2 separate regions of the Sus scrofa genome follow, and region 2 is linked to region 1. The links are chromatin contacts, called in public Hi-C maps. All regions are on one chromosome and are shown on one strand. The core of a region is the stretch at or near the end of the contact, and the rest is flanking DNA. Distances in the headings are between cores, read along the strand shown.

Region 1 (3,628 bases), core at 340-2,839:
CCGTGAGGACTCTGGGAGGCCGTGGAAGGCAGAGAACTCGGAATCCGATTTCTTGGTGCGTCCCCTGCCAGCTCCCAAAAGGCACCTGAGGCAGTGCTTTCCAGAAATCAGACGGCTCCCCGCAGAGGGGAGGTCAGAAAACCTAGGACAGGGCGCCGGCGCCTGTTCACTGCAGGCACCTTAGATGCAAAGTGCCCAGTTGAGAACTGACTGCACGACAGTCCAGCCTCTGGATCCCCCTGCGGGTGGGGGAGGCGACCGTGGAAGGACACAAGGGAGAAAGGCTGCCCGAGCAGAGAGCTGCCCGTGAGCTCGAGCCTCACGGCAGCCAGTGGCAAAGGGAGCATCGCAGGCGAAGGAGGCGCCTGGGAGGACCGACCCTCTGCCCGGAAAGCGAGGGCTGAGCAAGAACACGGCCCATCCGCCTGGGAGAAGCCAAGTTCCCGGCGGCGGAGAGCGTCCAGCCCAGACATTCGCCGCAGAGCAGAAGGTAGTGGGATGGCGTTCAGGTGAGGACGCCCAGGTCCCACCCCGACCTGCTAAACACGCCTCGGGGGAGGACGCAGACACCAAGAGGACACCAGGCTGCCGAGGACCTGGACGTCAGGACTTCCTAGACGCCCCAGAGGTCATCAGCCCTTGTCCCTCGTCTGGTAGAGGTGGAGCTACAAGGCCAAAGCGAGAAGAGAACTGGCCCCAGGTCTCCCAGTGAGTTCGCAGAACTGGGCTTCAGCCTGGAGCTTCTCCTTGGAATTAACTGAATTCGGCGTGGGGCAAAGTACCCTTCACGCAGGCAGAGGCTCCGTGGCCTCTGAGTCGCTTTTACTGGGCTTTCCTGTTTTACTAGGCAGAGGTGACAGCAGGGGTGGCGGACCGGCTGGTGCTTTTAAAGGGCACGGGCACGGGCGCACGCCTCTCGGTCGTCGCAGGAAGGAAGACCGCTCCCCAGTGCGACAGAGGACGACAGGTCAGCTAGCTGAAGCGACAGAGGGCCTCGCTGGTTATGATGAAGGGCCGGGGCCGCGCCAGCACCGAGCACGGCGAGGTGCCCTGCCTCCTCTCAAGGGCAGAGACGGCTGCCCACAGCCGCCAGCGTCAGAGGGTCTTCTCCCACGAGGACCCATGAAGCAAAGTCTGGGCTCTGGGCCCCTGTGGAACCAATTCCTGGGGCCGAGAGAATGCCACGTGCTGACGGGCTCTGGGCTCAGCGGCTGGCCGAGTACCTGGGACACTGGGGACGAGACTAAACTGATGGGCTTAGAACAGTCAGGTCCCACCGCGGCACCAAGGGTCTCATCCAAGATCAAAGGGGGGAGCCGGCTCTGGAGAAAGGCACAGTGTCGCCCAGGCGGGGACGGGGCGGCGCCCTCCCCTCCTCCCAGGTCCACAGAGATCCATGTGCAGCGGCCTCTTTTCACGGCCGGGGTCAGACGTGACGATGGCACGGGCCGTCGCCATGTGGCTGAGGACCGGGGCGTGGGGCCAATACCAGTCTTGTCCCTGACAGCCCCCCCCCCCCCGCATCCCTAAGGACATGTGCACAGAAGAGGCACCAGGGCAGCCCCGTGTGATCCCCAGCCTGGCCGCAGTGGGGCGGGCTGGTCCTTCCGAAGCTCCCTGTCCCTGGGTGGGCAGGCCTGGCCAGCTCAGGACAGCAGCCAGCCACGCCGCCTGCTGCCACGAGCCCAAAGCTGAGGGCTGGCTCCCACCGCCCCTCTGCCCACAAGGAGAGGCCAGAGGTTCCAGAAGGCAGCCCCCAAGGGCCCCCAGCTCTCTGGGAGGGGAGAGAGCAGTTGCCAAGACAGAACCCTACAATCTGCCAAATAAACAGGAACGAGGCATCGCCACCTCAGTAGTGCCGGGATGTGGTAAATGTTTACAACTACCCCAGAGCAGGTCACCCAGCAAAATTCAGACGTGGGGGGAGGGGGGCGTTCGGGGGGAGAGCATGTCTTGCTCCTGACTCAGGAGGAGCAGGTCGTGGGCCCCCCCCCCAGGGGCATTCATTCACCAAGTGCTGCACCCCTCGCCTGCGCTGGGCGCTCACTCTGCCGCGGGCCAAAGATGCAGCGCTGGACGGCAGATGGGGCGTCTGTTCTCATGGAGTGAGGGTTTCTCACCAGACAGTGGAAAACACAAGCACCACTTAGAATCAGAGCAAAGGAGGTTCCGGGGTACAGTGCAGAGCTGGCTCTCCAAGGGCCTCAGCTCCTCCAGGTGCCAGCCACACTCGTGAGTTCAGAACCGTGAAGCTGGAGGAGAGCCTGGGGATGCCCAGATCCCACCTGCTCATTTCAGAGCAGGAAACGGCCGCCAGAAAGAGGCAAGGCCGCGGCCGCGTCCCGCCAGCTGGCACCTGCGCGTCTCCGTGTCTGAGGAGGAGGACGGCCGGCCCCGCCCAGAGGAGTCTCCCCACCTACTGCCCACGCCCTGGGGCTCCCAGGCCCTTACCCCGCAGAAAGGCTCTGGAGGCCGTGGGTCCCTTGGCTGCAGCTGAAGTCTTAAGGCCTGGAGAGCAGCTGCGGGGCCTCAGGCAAGAGCAGCCCCTCGGGAGGAGGCGGCTGCGGACAGATCAGCCTGCACTGGCACATGAAGTCTGTTTCCATGTGTCTGGAACCGGGCCGAAGCTTCCCGGGATAATTTTAGCCAGAATCCACTCTAGAACAATACCAAAAAAGGTAAGGTGCTTGCCAGCGCAGACAGGCACATACCTAACCACCGCCCTTTCATGAATGGGCCCTGCAAAGCCTGCGAACTAGAGCTGCCTCGGGCGCTGAGGCTGGCAGCCAAGGAACGACTCCTCTCCCGCTGCTGCCCTCTGACTGAAACTAACGCTCAGTGCCAACTAGTCTCAGCCTCAGAAATCGGCCTGAGCCCCTCAGCTGTTTTCGGGGTGGAAGGTATTTTTAGCCCCTAGAACAGCTGATTTAGCATGCGTCGCAGGACTGGGAGGGCGGGGAGGACTGAATCGCAGGGGCGGAGGGGGTGGCGGGGGGTGGGGGGCTCAGCATCCGGGGCTCAGGAGCCTGCAGGGCTTTAGGACCAGTCTGTCCACGCTGCCTTTTGAATCAGCAAAGGGTCTTGGTACAAGCCAGTGGCCCTCAAAGTGCGGTCCCCCTGTCAGCGGTGGCAGTGTCACCTGGGGAGCGCGGCATTAGAAAGGCAGGGTCGCAGCCCCCACCTCAAACCTACTGACTCAGAAGCACTGTGTTTAAACAAGGCCTCCAGGGGATTCGGGTGCAGCTACGCGTGAGGCAGCGCGTCATCCAACCAGACCCCTTGTGCGCAGGGCGGGTGAAAGCCGTGGGCGCCGCTGCTCTCCACCCCCGAGCCTTTGTGCAAAGCCAGGGGTCTGCAGACCAGAAGGGCAAACGCACACGAGAACGCCAGGCTTGCTGGCCCACCGGAGAAAGCCTGCTCCGCCCCAGCAGCCCCAAGGCTCCTCTCTGGGTCTCGGTCGGACCTGCGGTGCACCTCAGAGCTGAAGGCAACCACGCAGACCACCCCCGCTCCCGAGGGGGAACCTCCTTCCAGAGACGGGCAGCTCGCTGCTTCTAAAGGGCTTGTTTGCCGTGGCCCCGACCTAACCTGGGAGGCCCCCTCGCGTCCCCGCCTGCACAGCTTTGTA
Region 2 (3,453 bases), core at 639-3,138, 44 kb after region 1:
CGTGGGGAGGGAGGAGGAAGGGCAGAGAGAGAAGCTTAGGGCCTGTACTAGTTTGCTAGGGCTGCCTCACCACCCCAGACTGGGGGGCTTCATCAACACTGTGGCATCCCACCAAAGTGCTAGAAGCGGCAGGTCTGAGGTCCACATGTGGGCAGGGCTGGCTCCTTCTGAGGTCTTCCCCCGCCCCCGCCCCCCCCCCCCCCCCCCGTGTCCTCGCCGCTGTCCGCATCTTAGTCTCTTCCTACATGGACAGGTCCAGGTGCAGTTCCGGGCCCAGCCAGGTGACCTTGCTTAACACCAGTTGCCTCTTTCAAGACCCTGCCTTCAAATGCGTCCCACCTGAGGTCCCGGGATGAAGCGCCCATCGGGGATGGGGGGAGGGGGCAGACAAACCCCCGACACGGCCCCTGCTCAGGCGGCCCTTCCCGCGGCTGGACGTTTCCAGAGGCCGGCCAGCCACCAGGGCCCACGTCAGCACGGCCAGAAGCCCCCGGAAGTGCCAGGCGGGGTCCAGGAGCACCCGCTGCAGAGGGAGGGGAGGGGGAGAGCCCCACGAGGCCAGGGCCTGAGGGAGGGACAAGACGCAGGCTGAGCCGCGGGGCCGGGTCACCCACCGGCCCCGCCGAAGGGCAGCCTCGCCCCTCCAAGCCCAGCGGGGTGACTGACCGACCAGAGGAGAGACGGGGACGGCGTCTGAACCGCGTGGCCCGGGTCCGGGCTCACAGGGACCTCTGCGGCGGCTGTGCGGCCGCATCCCGCCCACCACGCGGGGACGCTGGAGACGCCACCTCTGAGGGTCCCCCAACCCGGCCCCGCTGTGGGGAAGAAACCCCCACACCCTGGCCAGAGCATCTGCCCTGAGCTGCCCAGATGCGCAGGGCCTCCCCGCCCCGACGCGCGTGTCCTCACGACGAGGAGCCCAAGGCCCCCGGAGCCCCGGGCACCCGGGAGCCCCAGCGACAGCGGAAGAGGCGGGACAGGGCCGAGCTCCGCGCGCAGGCCTCGTCCTGCTGCGTTCCTTCTAGAACCTTCCACACCGCTGGGTAATGACCGCCAGGGGGGCCTCCTGACCCCACGGGTGGCTTCGCCACCAGGGTTTGAGATGGGGGGCGGGGGTAAGGACAGCAGGAACGGCAAGGACCCAGCGAAGGGAGTGGCCTCTTTCTTTCTGCTTTTCCATTTCTGGCCGCGCCCGGCGCACGGGGAAGTTTCCAGACCAAAACTTCAAACTGCCCCACAGCTGCGACCCAAGCTGCTGCAGTGACCACGGCTAGGCCACCAAGGAACGCTGACCGTCCGGTCTATGTACCTCGGTGCAACTCCGCCCGCTTTTCCTGGGCCCGTGCGCGCGGGCTGCGGGGGACGCGGCGGTGAACGCGACCACCGGGGCCCCGCCCGGGACGCGTCCCACACGTGCACAAGGGCGAACCTGGGGGCTGAGACCGCTTGCGACACAGCCTCACGCACGAACACTTTCAGCACAGCCCTACCTGCCAGGCTCGCCGCGGGCCTCTGTCCTGCGGGGAGAAGGAGCGGGCACCCCTGACAGGTCCGCGGACGGACCCCCGGGACCACTCGCGCTCTTCCAGCAGCGAGGGTCGCCCTTCCTTTGACGGACAGGCGTCCTGGGCCACGCCCACCGGGGGAGGGGCCAAGGAGGCTGCCGCTGGCAGGAGGGGCGGCGCCCTCTCGTGGCCTCCCCGGGAAGGACAGGCCATCCTGCTTAGGAGCCGGAGGGAGATGGGAGGGAGACCGCCTTGCCCGTGGGGCACCGAACGCCTCCGGCATTCCCGTGCCAGCCAAGCTTATTGCTGTGAAAGGGCAGTGCCCAGAAGAGGCGACCTGTCCTCTGCTTGCATTTTATTTTTTGTCTTTTTGCCATTTCTGGGGCCGCTCCCGCGGCATATGGAGGTTCCCAGGCTAGGGGTTGAATAGCAGCTGTAGCCACCGGCCTACGCCAGAGCCACAGCAATGCGGGATCCCGGGCGTGTCTGCGACCTACAGCACAGCTCACGGCAACGCCGGATCCTTAACCCACTGAGCAAGGCCAGGAATCGAACCCGTAACCTCATGGTTCCTAGTCAGATTCATTAACCACTGAGCCCCGACGGGAACTCTGTGCTTGCATTTCAGACCTAGACAGCCCCTCTTCGGGTCATGGGCGCAGGCAGAGTAGACACCCAGCCAGCAGCGAGGGGCAGGTACAGACTTGCTCCTTTTAGGTGGACTGTGAGGGTGGCATCTGAGTGGCTCCCTCTGGGGATGGCCAGGGCCATGTCAGTTGCACTCCAATCTGTGTGAGGCCGGAAGGAACCACAGTTACATTCATTTAGAGACTGTCCCCTCTGACCCAAGCATCCACCCCTCTGACTTCCCAAAACTCGTTTGGCCCGCTCATCCCAGAGCGAATTCTGACAGAGCCACAGGGACATCTGCTTGCACACCCCAATGACAAGGATCTCGTCACCTGACCAGCCTGCCTGGGCCCTTGGTCAGCCTGGGTTGTGAGACGCTCCTTCTCTCGTTGGAGGAAAAGCCCTGTCATTTTCCGGATCCTCTGCTGCCCACAGAGGTTTACAAACAGTGACCCTGGCTTCCTTGGGCTTCTCTCCTCCAGGCTAAACATGCCCGGGGCCCCCAGTGGGCATCCGAGACTGAATTTAACTTGTTTTCCTTCCTGCACAGTCAAGGCCTCTTTTGGGAGGCCAGGACCTCCTTTGAGACCCTAATAAAAACACTCAGCCGTCTTCACGGAAGACAGCACAGGTGCACACCAGGTGTTATGTGCAGCTGAGCGGGTCCATGGACTCCAAGGGCGCTTTCTTTAGTGGATGTCAGTCTCCAGGGCGTGGTTGGCCTTCGCCGTTAACATCTGTATTCACCGAAAGTTCACCGAGGGCCTGCCATGCGCCAAGTGCCATTTCTGTGCCCAGGATGGACGGGAGAATAAGACAGATCCCAGCTCTGAGGATTTTACAGTCTAGAGCAGGAGACAGACACAAACAAATCAGCCACCGCACCGTCAATCTTAGATCGCGACAGAGTCAAGGAGGACAATGGAGCCCAGTGGTACGGCGAGAAGTGACCAGATTAGGAGGGCTACACCCGCGGGTGGCCGGATTAGGAGGGCACCTTTGTTTTTGCTTTTTAAGGCTGCACCCATGGCATATGGAGGTTCCCAGGCTAGGGGTCAAATCAGAGCTACAGCTGCCGGCCTACACCACAGCCACAACAACGCCAGATCTGAGCTGCGTCTGCAACCTACACCACAGTTCACAGCAATGCTGAGCGAGGCCGGGGATCGAACCCACAACCTCATGGTTCCTAGTCAGATTTTGTTTCTGCTGCGCCATGACAAGAACCCCTAGGAGGGCTGCTTTAAATTGAGAGGTCGGGAGGGTCTCTGCGGGGCTGCCATTTGAGGAGAGATCGGATGGATGCCAGCAGGATAGT

Evidence for each region. Hi-C and Micro-C count contacts between places; a contact is called where the count stands out from the background.
Region 2: a Hi-C map of omental adipose tissue shows a contact between it and region 1, with 1.9 times the contacts expected there. The contact joins the promoter of IL17B here to the enhancer-like site in region 1. A contact is called at or near these places in 1 of 5 promoter capture datasets (liver), 23 of 47 Hi-C or Micro-C datasets (alveolar macrophages, brain, embryonic fibroblasts and 12 more) and 1 of 2 datasets of contacts at active chromatin or transcription factors (skeletal muscle).

Annotation. Positions count from the first base shown.
Region 1 is chr2:150,537,547-150,541,174 of Sscrofa11.1, forward strand. IL17B (interleukin-17B) reads right to left here. Exons shown (of 14, transcript XR_002342005.1): 7 at 2,452-2,658. It overlaps PCYOX1L (prenylcysteine oxidase-like), which reads left to right. Exons shown (of 7, transcript XM_003124085.4): 7 at 1-1,847. Among named protein-coding and RNA genes, the nearest start is that of PCYOX1L, 13 kb to the left of the region's middle. Within about 2 kb of position 1,590, at least 21 of the 83 cell types and tissues checked have an H3K27ac peak or open chromatin away from gene starts, as enhancers often do. A contact at or near this core is called in fetal skeletal muscle, omental adipose tissue and skeletal muscle, where this site is marked.
Region 2 is chr2:150,581,738-150,585,190 of Sscrofa11.1, forward strand. It overlaps IL17B (interleukin-17B), which reads right to left and starts at 1,889. Exons shown (of 14, transcript XR_002342005.1): 1 at 1,491-1,889.